Linked DNA regions of Bos taurus: region 2 is linked to region 1. A link is a contact called in public Hi-C data. All regions are on one chromosome and are shown on one strand. The core of a region is the stretch at or near the end of the contact, and the rest is flanking DNA. Distances in the headings are between cores, read along the strand shown. Region 1 holds the start of HNRNPLL (heterogeneous nuclear ribonucleoprotein L like). Region 2 overlaps GALM (galactose mutarotase).

Region 1 (7,677 bases), core at 3,461-5,960:
TTATATCCCCATCACCAAGAACAGCACCTAGCACATGATAGGGCTCAAGTATTATTTTTTTAATGAGCTAAGAGATCACAGTGATCATCTAATCCAACCATCTCATGTGACAGGTAGCAAGTTGAGTTCCAAAGAGATTAAGTCACAAAGCATGCTGGTAGCAGAGCCAAGACACCTGCTTTGGTTGGGCTTACGGCTCTCTTAACAACACTTTTCACTTTTATGTACTAACACGAAAAAAAAGTCACTTGTTAAAACCAAAGGGCAGTAAAACCTACCTTTTTTTTTTGGCTCTGCTGCCTGACACACAGGATTTTAGTTCCCTGACCAAGGACTGAACCCCAGCTCCCTACAGTGGAAGCACAAGCCACTGGACCGCCAGGGAAGTCCCAGAACCTACTACTTTTCATTTACTTCCCAAAACTAAACCTAAAATTCTCACTCTACTGCAGCAGCTTAGCTAAATAAGACACAGGACATTACTGTTACAGAAGCCTCAAGGCTCTGGCACTTTCCTCTGAGGTACACATCCTTGAACTTTTTTATTCTCCAGAGTGTAATTACTATGCTCACTGTCACAGTCTAAACTCTTCCTTTGGGAGCTAACGAAGTGACTTCAACCCATCTCCCATTCTATATTCATCCCAATAAGCCATCACAGTAGTCCTATCATCACTGTAATTCAGATCATTAAAGCTTAAGGTAATAGTGTGTCTTAAATTCAAATGAGATTCTTTATGTATGGCAGACAGAATATTCTGTTTGGAAATCCTGGATTCTTATTTTGATCTTGGCATTTTGCCATCTTACAGGTCTATTTATTAAAAGTTGAGAAACTTTTAACTTTCACCTCATCACTAATCACTTTAACAATTTTTGATTTGTCTTTTTAGTCACTAGCAAAATAGAGTAAAAGAAAAACTTAGAAGTCTCTAAAGTGAATTAGTACTCCATAAATTTTTATTGATATCAATCTTTATAAACACAGAATTTTTTCTAAGTAACCTCCCAATTCAATTCTTCAACTGGTTTTGCCAAGTGAAGAGCTAACATTCTGAAATCAAGCTGCTTTCTGCAAAGTTTTTTGGGGGCTCCAAAATCACTAGAGATGGTGACTACAGCCATGAAATTAACTCTTCTTCTTGGAAGAAAAGTCATGACCACCCTAGACAGCATATTAAAAAGCAGAGACATTACTTTGCCAACAAAAGTCTGTCTAGTCAAAGCTATGGTTTTTCCAGTGGTCATGTATGGATGTGAGAGTTGGACTATAAAGAAAGCTGAGCACTGAAGAATTGATGCTTTTGAACTGTGGTATTGGAGAAGACTCTTGAGAGTTCCTTGGACTGCAAAGGGATCCAACCAGTCCATCCTAAAGAAAATCAGTCCTGAACATTCATTGGAAGGACTGATGCTAAAGCTGGAACTCCAATACTTTGGCCACCAGATGCAAAGAACTGACTCATTTGAAAAGACCCTGATGCTGGGAAAGACTGAGGGCTGGAAGAGAAGGGGACAACAGAGGATTAGATGGTTGGATGGCATCACCGGCTCAATGGACATGAGCCTGAGTAAACTCCGGGAATTGGTGATGGACAGGGAGGCCTGGCGTGCTGCAGTTCATGGGGTCGCAAAGAGTTGGACACGACTGAGCAACTGAAGTGAACTGAAGCAGATAAAGATATTTACTGTTAATATGATCTTGAAGGCCATACCTGCTAAATTTAAGAACACAATTTACTCCACAAGAATAAAGTAATTGTATAATACACAGCATGAACCTCCATAAGCTTTATTCAAAATGTAGCCCAAAGAATGCAAAACACTCTGGGAGTTTTCGCTCTTCAAAGCAACAAGACACAAATTTGAAGTGTCTTAATTTCTCATACCCAAACTACAAACTTATTTCTCTTTACACCTTAAAAACATCATTTACGATGACTAATTCATCTTTAAATCAGGAGCATTTGTATAAACTTTTTCTTAAATACATCCTCTTTAAACCTAGTTATTATAAAAGAATCAAGAAAACCCATGAAAAGCCAAATAATGTAAATCTCTTAAGTCTTACTGCACACTTTTACAATCTTCCAGCTAGTGTTGAAGAGGTTACCCATCATTGTACCTAACATACATTTACCTAAACAGTTTGATCACGAAGTCTTCTGGGGCTAGGCTGAGGTGGAGTCAAACCCTTCTCAGTTAGATGAATTACCGTATTTCTGAATGATGATGCACTAGACAATAAATTTCTATTTAGGGCATTCCTGTCCTAGTAAAATTTTATTATGTACAGGTTTCCACAACCGCAATGATTTCAAGATAGTATCCAACATTACATGAAGAAAAATGTTTAAAAACAGGAAAAATAATCCGACATTAGATTCAACAGTGCAATATTGGCTCTACTATTAAATAAAAGCAATTCACACTCTCCTAAGACAAAAAAAAGCAGTTAAAATCTGAATTTTTCCTGCCTGGGTAATTTAAAAGCTGCATTAGATCACTGAATTACAATTTCAGGTTGTAATTCAGTGTAGGAAAGCACGAAGTTCAACTTTCACATTTTACAAAGAGAACTCAGAAAAGTAGTTAACTGACTTTACCAAGGTCACACATTGTATACTAGCTTTGACTCCCCAAGCCCTGCCCAGAGCTACTTCCACTACTAAATACAATTCACTTTGAATGTATTAATTATACTTTATTTTCTTCCCAACAGCTAAAATAATAGTATTGGCTTAATATTTAATCTGTTTTCAAAAACAATTTTTCGTAAACTGGTTAAAGTATCTTTCCAAGACACTCAATGGAAGACATTTCACGCCACCGCACAAAAACTCAACCAAGACTTTTGGCAAAAGAAATATGCTGATTCAATGCATCTAAATATCAGCTATAATATTCCAACATTCCTGTTTTCAGTTTCCACGATGGAGTTGATTTTGAACTAAAACTTCCTAAGAAGAAATGCACTTCTTTTATTCACACTTCCAAGTTACACTCTGAATATTCCAAATAGCTAGGTACAGAAGTTGAAAGCTGTATCTAGCCATAAGAAAACTATTTAGAGGAAGAAAAAGTTCCTTTTTTAAATGTCTTGCAACATAATCCTCTTTGTAAACTCTAAATTCTACTGACCAGAATTTTTTACGTTAAAATGCAAACAAGAGCTGAAAGACTTCTGACTTCTAATTTGCCTCTTATAAAAGGTGAAAAACATTTTAATCTGATATTAGAACATATGTGCACAATTCCGAAAATTTCAGGTATAGTTTTTTTTTTAATCAGTTAGAATGTGTTACATGTTTAAGGAACACCTAAGTCATAAAGACAGCTTAAGTGCACCAAAAATGGCAAAAAAAAAACTTTTGCTTTGCTTCGCGTCCTTAAAGTTTCCATTCAACTGAAGTTGAGTTACCACTTGCTCCGGATGAAACAATTTTCACATTCCTTCTGCCTCTATCTAAGCTTTTTGATGCGAAAAACAAGAATCTCGGAACGTGTGTCTGATGCAGTTCTGAGTTCAGTTTTATGGAACAAATTGGGAACAAACTGCCCAGGAAAAACTGAGATTTAAGATTCCTTTACTTTAAAGTAGCGGTATGCGAACACCTGCCAACACATTTTATTTTTAATCGAAGAGCCGAAAACTGTACTGAGCAATAACCATGAAACTGGGGAGCAAAGCATGCGCACCAGACCTAGCAGGAATAAAAAAAATATAATTAAACCTTGAGGGGAACTGGGTTGTGAGCTCCTCAGCGTAATCTGTCAGTGAGCCGAGGCTCTCCTCAGCATCTAGGCTTAGAGATCCCTGGGCGGAACCGACGCCACCATCCTGCGATCTAGACCAGCGCGCGGATGCTGCAGGCTGGGGGCTAGGGGCTGAAGGGAACCGGTTGTCCAACGCCCGTCAACCGCCTGAGGAGTTAAACTAACAAAGGGCTAATCACGCACCAGAGCCCCCCGGAGCGGAAGCAACGCCTCGCGCCACCCCCCTGCGCGCGACCCTCCCTAAGTTCAGGGCCGGCAGTGGACTCGCAGCGGGGCCTGCGGCCAGGCCGGGGCGGACTCGCGTTCGGGATGCTGGAAACAGGTAGGACGAAGAATAAAAGCCCGAAAGAGAAGAGTCGGCGCTTCCCGACCTGGTCAGCGCCGCAAAAAGGGAAAACGAGGAGGGCGAGAGGCCCCGAGGCCGAGTCCCAGCCGCGGAGCCCTGCTTCCCAGGGAGCCGCCAGACTCAGCTGACGGGGCGCCACGCTTTGTTACCGGCTGTGAGAAGCTCCGGCCGCCGCCGCCATCGCCCCCGCCCCGGGGCGTCGCTTCCCGGCGGTTCTCGCCTTCCTCGGCCGAGTAATCGATCTCCCCTTCCTCGGTCTTGAGGCGCTTGGCCTGGCTCTCGTAATCCCGGTCCTCCTCGTACGTCTCCCTGGGGGAGGATGAGGAGGAGGACATGGCGGCGGCCAGAGGGACCGGCCGGCAGGCCGGTGGGGGTGGCGGCGGGGCGCGGGCCTCGGACGCCGCCGGCCAGTCCCCGTCACCGGCAAGCGCCTCTCCAGCAAAGATCTGGGCGGACGAAGCGTCCGCGGGGGCCCCGCGCCCAGGAGCCGGGTGGCTGTGGAGGACTGGCGGGATGAGGAGGCGCCCCGGGAAGAGGCTCCGGAGCAGCCGCTCCTCTTTATCACGGGGCCGACATCCAGCCTCTCCCTCCTCCTGCGTCTCCGCTCCCAGCCCGGAGGAGCGAATCTAAGGATGGGGACGCGACCGTGGCTTCCGGTCTTCCCTCCTCCCCTAATCCGCTCCTCGCCGCCCAGGCCGAGCCTCCGCCCCCGCCTTCAAGGCAGCCGCCCGGGATCGAATCCAGCCGCAGCCCTCGGGAAGCGCCCCCCTCCCCAGTCCGGGCCTCGCTCCCTATTGGCAGAGGGAAAAGTCGACCAGGCTTCCAATTGGCTGTAAGGACTGTTCGTCAAAAGCTGCCCCCGGACCGGCCTCGTCCCCCCACCCCCTCCCAGCCCCTTCTTGAACTTGCGGCTGGCCTGCAAGTCCTGGCCGCGTAACGCCCGCCGCGCGCTGCGCGGGAACCGTTGCTACCCCGCGGCCGTTAGCGCTATTGCGCCAACCCTAGGGGAGGTGCGGAGTGAACCCCAGCGGACGAGGTGGCGTGCTGTGGGGCCAGAGCTGCGGGTGTTAACCACCCTCCCGCTAATTTAAATGCTTTTATTCTCTTCAAAAGAGAACATTCCTGCCGATACACCTCACACAGCCCTGAAACTACAGGGGGTGAAGAGAGAAAAGAGCTTAGAATCGTGAAAGTAGCCTTCTCCCCATGTTATGTTCAAATCTGATACAAGTGGGTGGACTCTCTCCCCTCCCCTAAGTAGATATTCCAGAACAGTCAACATTTCCTGAGGTGCAAGTCTGAGGAAGACGCTCCACTGGGGGTACTGTCCGTTTGATCAGTTAGCACTCCTGGGTCTTCTAGACCCTTCTTTCCTGAAGATACTGAGGACTTAATTCAAACTTCCATATAAAGTTTCATCCCAATCCTTTCCTTTCTGGGCGATCTATTTGTTTCATATTTCACATGATCATTCTTTTTGGAAGATAAGAAAGCCTATCAAAAGTGCTTGCCTTTTGGACCACACAGAGCTCATTTCCTCTGTGGCAACAGGCCTCCGCAAGCTTTTTCTCATCTTATAATAGGGCCCTTTATACCTACCTACCTGGAGAAGGCAATGGCACCCCACTCCAGTACTCTTGCCTGGAAAACCCCATGGACGGAGGAGCCTGGTGGGCTGCAGTCCATGGGGTCGCTAGGAGTCGGACACGACTGAGCGACTTCACTTTGACTTTTCACTTTCATGCACTGGAGTAGGAAATGGCAACCCACTCCAGTGTTCTTGCCTGGAGAATCCCATGGACAGAGGAGCCTGGTAGGCTGCTGTCTATGGGGTCGCACAGAGTCGGATACGACTGAAGCGACTTAGCAGCAGCAGCAGTAGCAGCATACCTACCTATTAGGATGTTCTGTTTTAAGGCCGAAAAGCGCTTGGAGACAGGAACTGGGCTCTTTTCATCTTTGCAAAGCCAGTTCCTGAACAGGCCCCTGCACACAAGTTATGCTCTCAGCAAAACGGAATGAGCGGTCTTTGGGAAATAAAAGTCCAGTGTCTTTTCAAAACAGGAAATGGCAAAGCTCAGGCAACCTAACTGCCTCTGTGACTTGAACCCTTGGAGGAGTGCCTAAGACCAAAATTCACTTGTTTCAGATATCCTTGTCCCTCAGATGCTTTCCTAAATATGGCTCTTCCTTTCCTAATGGTGTGGATCATTTCCTCCCCCAGCCTATTCTCTCTCTTTCCAGTTATTTCCTCCCAAAGAAAGCCATTTTTATTTATTGCTGACAGTGCTTTCACCTACAGTGTTTGGTACTTTATAATTTACACTGCTGTCATTTTAGGATCCAATTGCAAGTTTTTTCACAACACAGTACAGCTAGACTCAAAATTCGTGTGCGCCTGCAGGTATACACTGATAAACCAAAAAACAATTAGAATTTATTTTTTTAATTACTACAATAAAATGAAAGTAGACGTATCAAAGAGGAATCTCAGATGAAGAAACGTTGACAAAACACTGAGAACAATGAGCAGAGCCCAGTGGCCTTGTACAAACTTTCCAAATATCTTGTGTGATAGTGAACATATTTAAGTTCTCAAAGCCTACATCCAACCTATGGATTCAGTTCACTTCAGTCGCTCAGTTGTGTCTGACTCTGCGACCCCATGGACTGCAGCACGCCAAGCCTCCCTGTCCATCACCAACTCCTGGAGTTTACTCAAATTCATGTCCATTAGGTCGGTGATGCCATCCAACCATCTTATCTTCTGTCGTCCCCTTCTCCTGCCTTCAATCTTTTCCAGCATCAGGGTCTTTTCAAAGTAGTCAGCTCTTCGCATGAGGTGGCCAAAGTATTGGAGTTTCAGCTTCAACATCAGTCCTTCCAATGAGTACGCAGGACTGATTTCCTTTAGGATGGACTGGTTGGATCTCCTTGCAGTCCAAGGGACTCTCAAGAGTCTTCTCCAAAAGCTTCAATTCTTCGGTGGTCAGCTTTCTTTACAGTCCAACTCTCGCATCCATACATGACCACTGGAAAAACCATAGCCTTAACTAGACAGACCTTTGTTGGCAAAGTAATGTCTCTGCTTTTTAATATGCTGTCTAGATTGGTCATAACTTTACTTGCAAGGAGTAAGCGTCTTTTTATTTCATGGGTGCAGTCACCATCTCTAGTGATTTTGGAGCCTACTGTTTCTCCATCTATTTGCCATGAAATGATAGGACTGGATGCCATGATCTTTGTTTTCTGAATGTTGAGTTTTAAGCCAGCTTCTTCACTCTCCTCTTTCACTTTCATCAAGAGGCTCTTTAGCTCTTCACTTTCTGCCGTAAGGGTGGTGTCATCTGCATATCTGCTGCTGCTGCTAAGTTGCTTCAGTTCTGTCTGACTCTGTGCGACCCCATGGATGGAAGCCAACCAGGCTCCCCCATCTCTGGGATTCTCCAAGCAAGAACACTGGAGCGGGTTGCCTTTTCCTTCTCCAGTGCATGAAAGTGAAAGTGAAGTCGATCAGCTGTGTCTGACTCTTAGCAACCCCATGGACTGCAGCC
Region 2 (7,677 bases), core at 1,620-4,119, 120 kb after region 1:
CATGAAGACCCAGTGACTCCTGCAGTGACCATCTGTTTATCTTCTCAGAGTCAGGCACTAGGGCCACCAGGAAGCAAAAAGAGTTATTTCAGATAATGGGAAGTTAAAAGCATGGAATTAAAATTCACCCCAGGTGAATTTTCTCAGTCAGGTACTGAGAAGAGCGTCCAGATGTTACGCAGAACATCATTTCAGTAGTCAGCATTCAGCCAGGAGCTCATGAGGACTAATTTACCTTCTGCTCTGTTTCTTAAGACTTTTGCCCCAAAAATTGTCAGAGCCAGGAGCCCATAGGATATGTATAACATAACTGTCTTGCCTTCACCCCAAATATGGACAACAAGAGTCCATTCCTGTGACAGATTTAATGCCTTGTGACAGAGATCTGCAATGTTAGAGAATCTTGTTTCCAGTAATCAGATATACATCATCTTCTTGCAAGATTGAGGAGCGGTAGTTGCCAGAGTGACACTCGCGTGACCACTCTTGTCCTTCACAGGTGATGGTAGTCCTATGCCTTTGTCAAGTTAGCCAGTTCCAACTTACCTTTCAGGATCAGCCTTGGGACACGTCTTTGGAAAACCTCTCCTGACCTCGCTGGCTGCACTAGCTGCTGCCGCTTCCTGCTCCATCAGGGTCCTCTGAACACCATACTCACTGCATCTGTCATACTCTCCTGTGAGTTTTTATTTTATCGTCCATCTCTTTCACCAGATTCTAAGTCCCATGAGGTCAGTTGTGGTTTTGTTTTAGTTTAATTAATTCATTAATTTGGCTGCCTTGGGTCTTAGTTGAAGCACTCGAGATGTTCATTGGGTCACGCGAGATCTTCTGTGGCTCTCAGACTCTGGCTGTGGCATGTGGGTTCAGTGGTTTCAGCGTGCAGACTTAGTTGCTCCGCAGCATCTGGGATCTTAGTTCCCTAACCAGGGATCGAACCCACACATTATGAGGTAGATTCTTAACCACTGGACCACCAGGGAAGACCCCCTGAGGTCAGATTAATGCCTGGTACATAAAAGATACTCAAAAAAGAGTGAGCTAACAAATTTATATTTGTTTCTTCCCTATGCAAAAGTAATTGCAAGGGTTAGTGTTCTTAAGGCAGAATCATCTAAAGGGACTTCTGACTATGTAAAAATAGCAAGGAGGGATAAATTCACTTCCTGTCAGGACTTGTCAAGTGCCAAGAGGTGAAAACATCCCAAGGCGGTACACTAGTTATCTATTGCTCTATAACACTTTATGATCTCTCACTGCGGTCAGGAATTTAGACAGGGCATATCTTGTCTCTGCATATTGATGTCTAGGACCTCTGTTGGAAGATGAGAGAGCCAGGATGGGAATCATCAGAAGGCTCATTCACTTGCCTGTCTGGCAGTTGATGCTGACTGTTGGTTGGAGGCTGTCAGCCAAAATACCCCTTTTGACATGGCTTTTCGATGCAACTTGAGTTTCTTAAAACTTGGCAGCCAGGCTCAAGAGCAGATGTTCTGAGGCAGACAGGACCAAGCCAAAGCCACTCTGTATTTAGAACCTGGCCTTAGAAATCACATAGCACCACTTGTGCCACGTTCTATTGGTTAAGGCAGTTACAAAGGTCCGTCCAGGCTTAAGGGAGGAAACAAGACTCCACCTCTCGGTGAAGGAGTGTCAGCATCACATTGTAAGTAGAGCCTGTGGGATGGATCTATCCTGGAGTGGCCATCTTTGAAAAATGCAGTATGCCACAGGCAGTCATGGGGAAAAGGCCAAGTTCCTCTAAGAATCCCTCATTTGAGAGAAGAGATATGAATCAAGGCAGATGAGTTTCATGAAGGGTGACTTTTTCCTTTACTTCCAGAGAGCCGGCAATTATAACTCTATCAGGAATGCAGATAGAGGAAGATTTAAGGCCTTGTGACAGAGATCTGGAATGTTAGAGAGTCCTGTTTCCACTGCTCAGGTCCACATTATCTTCTTGCAAGAATAAGGCAGCTGTAGCTGCTACAGTGACACCCCCATGAGCTCTCTTTGTTGAGCTACTCCATAGACTCGACCTTATTCCTGGCTCACTGTCACTCCAACAACACTCTTGTCATAATTCTTAATTATTTTATTATCCGTATTGATGATACCATGACCTTTCAGCTTCTTGACATCTTCTTGCAATGATCTTGTCCTCCAAGCTTTGCAGCTACTCACTCCTGTGGTCTGTGGGTCATACCCCCGACTTTGTTACTACCTCTTATCGCTGCCTTCTATTATCATAATGTAAGATGTCTGTTTCAGCTTCAATAATTCTTCAGTGCTACAAGAACCTGTAGCACTGATCCCACCACCCTGTCACTGTTCCTCACCTCCTTCCCTACTAAGATCAAAAGTCCATTATTCGGATCACCCCTTTTCATATGCTCTCAATGCCCTTCCCCTCTCTTTGTGTTCTTGTGTTCTCCTAACAAAGCCCAACCCTGACTAGTCCTATCCCTCCATGCTCTCTACCGTTGCCACCAAAAAGCTACTGTCTCACTCAGAATTCATGACAGCAACCTCAAGTGGGTCCTTAGTTGGGCTTGCAATCAGACTTTCCCTGAAATGGGGAAACAGAAGTACTGCCTCAGGCCACTCCCCTGTCCCAGAGCTATAAGGCCATATCTTTGGGTCAGAGCCCGGCATCTGCCAGGCATTGCTGCTCAGACCTTAGCACACATCCAGCCTTATTCAGGATGGTAAGAAATCCTTATCAGAAAGCAGCTTCTTGGGGACTTTGCTGGTGGTCCAGTGGTTAAGATCTCATGCTTCAAATGCAGGGCACGCAGGTGCAGTCCCTGGTTGGGGCCCTAAGATCCGACATGCCTTTGGAGTGTGGCCCAAAGAAAAAGAAAACAGCTTCTCTCTGCTGACACCATAGCTTTCTGGTGGCTTCAAAACCGAAGTCTGGTGATGTGACATCCTCTCTGAAGGCACCCTTTTCATTTCCGCTTCATTTTATGTACACTCAGCGTTGCTGAGAGAGCTATTTTCATATCTCCTTCTACTCTTAGCACCAGAGCAGGAACTCACGTATGCGGATAAACAGAAATTAAAACAACTGCACATTCATTTTCCAAATTCTTAGAAAAAGCAAGAGTATTTGGGGATTAAGGGTGGGAGGGGCTGCAGCCAAGTCCATCCAAGGGGAGGTGAAAAGTGCCTGAGTAGCGGCCTGGAGACTCTGACACGATGGAGACGCGTCACCTTGGGCAGGTCCCTTTAGCTGTCTGGGTCCCAACCTCATCTGCAAAGCGAGGGGACTAGATGAGGTAATTCCTAAGGTTCTTTCTAAATCTTTCATTCTGACTTTGTCACAGGATGCTACAACATTCACAGTTGCCCGTTTTTTTATCTGTTTACTTGATTCATTCATCAGGTTTTCAATCAAGTAAAGACTCTGCTTAATGCTCAGAAGATACAAAAATCAGTAGGACACATACAGTCCCTGCTCTTTAGGGGCTCACATTCCCTATAGATATATAGCTTGATATAATCCTAGAGTTATGCCTTAATGTGATGAATGTTTGGGGGAAAGTATGTTCAAAGTAGGATGAACAAAGTCAAAAAGGGGGTTAGTTCTAGCTGTGGATGATATATTCCCTCACAGAGGAAATAGCATTGGAGAATAAGCATTCTTAAATACCCTAGTGGACTTTGCCAGAATGGTGTGGGGGGCCAGAAAGCTCATTCCAGTTATAAGAAAGAGTCCAAAGACATAGTGAGTCTGGGAGACAAATACAAAAGTTTTCATATGCCTGACCACCAAGCACATGAGGGAGTGTGTCAGGGCATAAGGCTGGGAAAGATTCGATTAGAACCTTCTCTTTTTCTTCTTATTTAGCAAAAATCTCATTTTAGGATTATCCCCATTGTCTGATTTTTGAGTCAGGACTTCTCTGCTGTTCTTGAATTCTTACCCTCTCTAAGCTCTGCTTGTGTTATATATATATGTATTTCCTGAAATTTGGCCCATTTATTTATGCCATCTTCCTGAAAATGTTCAGGCATATCATTTATCAAATATTTCCATGTAATGTGGAGGGCAACAAATAATAGCAGCTTTGTTTTACAGAGAGAAAAACTAAAGTAAACACTGATTTGTAGATTGCACAACATCAGGTTAATAGACATGAAAGGTGCCCTGGGGTGCTTCCTTCATGAAAATTCCATGACTTTCTTTTTTCTTTAAACTCAAGAAAAGTAAATAATCTTGACTGACCCAGGCAATCGTATTAGGACTATCTTAAAAGGGTTAGATTTTGAGTCAAATACGGCTTTAAGAAAGCACTAAATATTGTGAGCACCATTTAAAGTTAGGAAAGAAAGCAAAACATAAATGATCACTTGGAATATGTGTTGGTAAGATTAAAATCTTGTTGAACCCATGAAAACAGCTGCTTTTTTCCAGTCTAACTGTTGTCTTTTTTAAAGTTTGTGCGGGAGATGGTTGGTCACCCAGACTTCAGAGGACAGTCGTTACAGCCCGGTGGGGTCACTACCACCCAGGATTTGATGTTAGAGATCCGACAAGTTCAGCCCTCAGAACTGCTCAGGGTTTAGAGGACTTGACTGAACTCCGTGTGGATGTCTGTACAGTAAGCTCTTTATATTGTGTCTCTAGCACCATCTACTGGGAAAAGAAGTGCCATTATTAGAATTACATTAGAAAGTGTCAGAAACCCAACTCAGGAAGCAGAGGAGAAAAGGGGAGGAAGGAGTTCAGAAGATTCTAAGAAACGGAGAATTGAATATATTATATTGAAGTTTCTTGTATACAGATGTAACCACTAAAACAAAAATACAAAGTTTCTAAATTATTAGGAACACACAAACACAGACCATATTGTAAAAGATTTTTTTTTTTAAAAAGCAACTAGAATTCATAAACACGCACCATAAAATACAGTGACAAACAAAGAACACTTATAATATACATATGTCTTCTTAATGCATGCGTGCTAAGTTGCTTTAGTCGTGTCCAGGTCTTTGTGACCCTATGGACTGTAGCCCTACCAGGCTCCTCAGTCCATGGAATTCTCCAGGCAAGAATATTGGAGTAAGTTGCCATGCCTTCCTCCAGGGGATCTTACGTCCAATCCAAGTCGCTTATGTCTCTTATGTCTCCTGCATTGTCAGACAGCTTCTCTACCACCAGTGCCATCCAGGAAGTCCGTGCTGTCTTAATAGCCCCTATTAAACAGTCTCAGATTAAATCACACAAAAAAACCCAACAGAATGCCATGTACAAACCAAGTGATTAACTTGGTTTGAAAGGTTCAAAATATGAGCACTCGAAAGCAAACCAAGCAAGTGAAAGCCCAAGTAGCAGAGGGTCTCAATCTGAATATCAGAAAAGACTGATTTCAGGACAGAAAGCATTCGATTACATGAAGGAAGACACTTGGAAATGATAAAGGATGCAGTTCACAATGAAAGTTCACCCCAAAATGACTGTATCTAAGATCATGAAGAAAACCTCTAGCAGTTTCACAAAATACAATGCAGCCAATATTGGCTTAGAAATGTTTTAACTCTTAATAATTCTTGGATCAAAAGAGAAGTCAAGGGACTTCTCCACACTTCAAATTCAAGAGCTGCGGGTTAGATCCCTGGTCAGGTAACTAAGATCCCATGTGCCAAGTGGTGTGGCGAAAAAAAAGAAAGGAAATAAAAAAAAAATTTTTTTTAAGGAAGCCAAACCCCAGAACTAGGGATATCAGAAAAATAATTATGTATAATGGAAATGTATACATAATATATAGGACTATATAGTAAATAAATAGTATAATATAAAATTATCTATAATGAAAATGCCTACATGTGCTATAATTAAAGTAATAGAAAATTTTAGCACTACTTATATGTTAATTAAAACTTGTGAAATTAAATGAATTATGCATCTAATACAAGATATTTGAAAACAATTAAAAAATAAATCCAAGAGAGCAAAAGAAAAATTAACAAAAATAAAAGAAATTATAATTTTGAAAAGAATCAGAAAAGGTAGTACATAAATCCAAGAGCCACTTCACTGAGGGGGAAAATAACCCCCAAAATAAATATAACAGTAGATAACCTATTCAGTCCACAGAATTAGATATGAGCAGAGGCAAATAATGACAGATGGATGGAACCGAAAGGATCATAAATTATTTCTTTCCTCAACTCTTCACAAGTCAACATGAGAGTAATATAGATGAAATGGATAATTTTCTAGGAAAATATATAAATTTGTGATTGTGAGCCCCAAAAGAAATTTTAAATCGATTATCAGAGAAAGATGGAGAAAACTACAAGTGCAGTGGAGTTGTCTAATGAAATACGGACGTACGTTCAGCAACAACCTCCAAGATAAATTGAGTGAAAAGTTCGGGGTGGAAACAGGCTGTGTTTTATGGATATGCACTTAGATGCTTGGGTATTCTTGTAGCATCTCTAGAAGGTACGTGAGAAACAAGTGACAGTGGTTGCTTCTGTTGAAAGAAGCTGGGTCTGTGGGGAACGGAAAATAGGGAACTTCTTTGCACTACAGGGTATTACTTTGTACCTTTTACATCTGTCATCTTTTAAACTGATTACATGTGTAAATATTACCTACTCAAGAATTTTTTTTGGAAAAGTAGAACCAAGACAAAGGAAATAAATGCTTTTAAAGGCTGTTTTCAAGAATACTGCTTAACTTTTCCTAAAGCTGACTCTGGTAAGAGAAAGATTCTCTTGGTTGAACATGGACCCGAGACTCCGGAATGGTCTTGGCCAGGCCTCCCTGTCTCTCTCAGGTGCTTTGGACGCCAGGCCCCCTTGCAGCTCTGTGTGAACTCAAAGACCCTATTCCTCACACATCAGGAAGAATACATTTCTGAGCAGAAGCTCTGAGTTAAAAAAAGAAAACCCTCTTTTCACCCAAAGGCAGGACATCCCTGTTACTTGGTATTTAGGAACTCACAAAAGCGGAACCAAATGCTTTAAATGGCTAAAAGTCAGTTCTCTTTTTACCTATTTCATTTTTTTTAATGGTAAGATACAAGTTCCTAATTTTTCTTAGCCTCTAAGATTCTAGCTCCACTTTGCATGGTATGTCTCTCAAAAAACAGACGAAACCAAGTTCCTAAAACATCTCCATCTGACCACATGAAAAGAAAAATGACTCACATCCTGAAAGAATATGTTAGACATCTAAAGTCTGTACTTACCTATAAAATATATTATAAAGTTCTGGGACAATACAAAACTTTTAAAAGGACTAAACTGTATCATTGTGTAAGGCTCTATCCCTTTCCGCTTTCCCTCTCAAGAAAGATTGGCCAGATTGCTTGGCCTGCTGCAGAGGAACCTAGGATTCCTTGTATTTGGGGAAAGAGCCTAGGGCCAGGGGCTTCTCACTGCTGAGCCATACTTCTAGGGTAAGACGGCAAAGACCTCTGCTGTTATCTGTTCCCAGGGTTTTCTAGCTGAGCTGCTCAGAGCCTGTACTGGCTTCACTCTAGCTTATATATATTTGTATTTGTAAATTTTTATTTACTTATTTTTGGTTGTGCTGGGTCTTCGTTGCTGCACACAGGCTTTCTCTAGTTGTGGCCTTGCATTGGCAGGTGGATTCTTAACCACTGGACCACCAGGGAAATCCCTATATATATATATATATATATATGTATGTATTTTATG

What was found. Hi-C and Micro-C count contacts between places; a contact is called where the count stands out from the background.
Region 2: a contact with region 1 is called in a Hi-C map of an unstated tissue, with 4 times the contacts expected there. The contact joins the enhancer-like site here to the promoter of HNRNPLL in region 1. A contact is called at or near these places in 2 of 11 Hi-C or Micro-C datasets (8-cell embryo and an unstated tissue).

What each region holds. Positions count from the first base shown.
Region 1 is chr11:20,943,306-20,950,982 of ARS-UCD2.0, forward strand. HNRNPLL (heterogeneous nuclear ribonucleoprotein L like) reads right to left here and starts at 4,711. Exons shown (of 13, transcript NM_001076900.1): 1 at 4,273-4,711. The coding sequence starts at 4,458. LOC132346554 (a long non-coding RNA gene) reads left to right here and starts at 3,359. Exons shown (of 3, transcript XR_009496389.1): 1 at 3,359-4,099.
Region 2 is chr11:21,062,937-21,070,613 of ARS-UCD2.0, forward strand. All of the region lies in intron 4 of GALM (galactose mutarotase), which reads left to right. Among named protein-coding and RNA genes, the nearest start is that of SRSF7, 25 kb to the right of the region's middle. Within about 2 kb of position 2,870, at least 20 of the 102 cell types and tissues checked have an H3K27ac peak or open chromatin away from gene starts, as enhancers often do.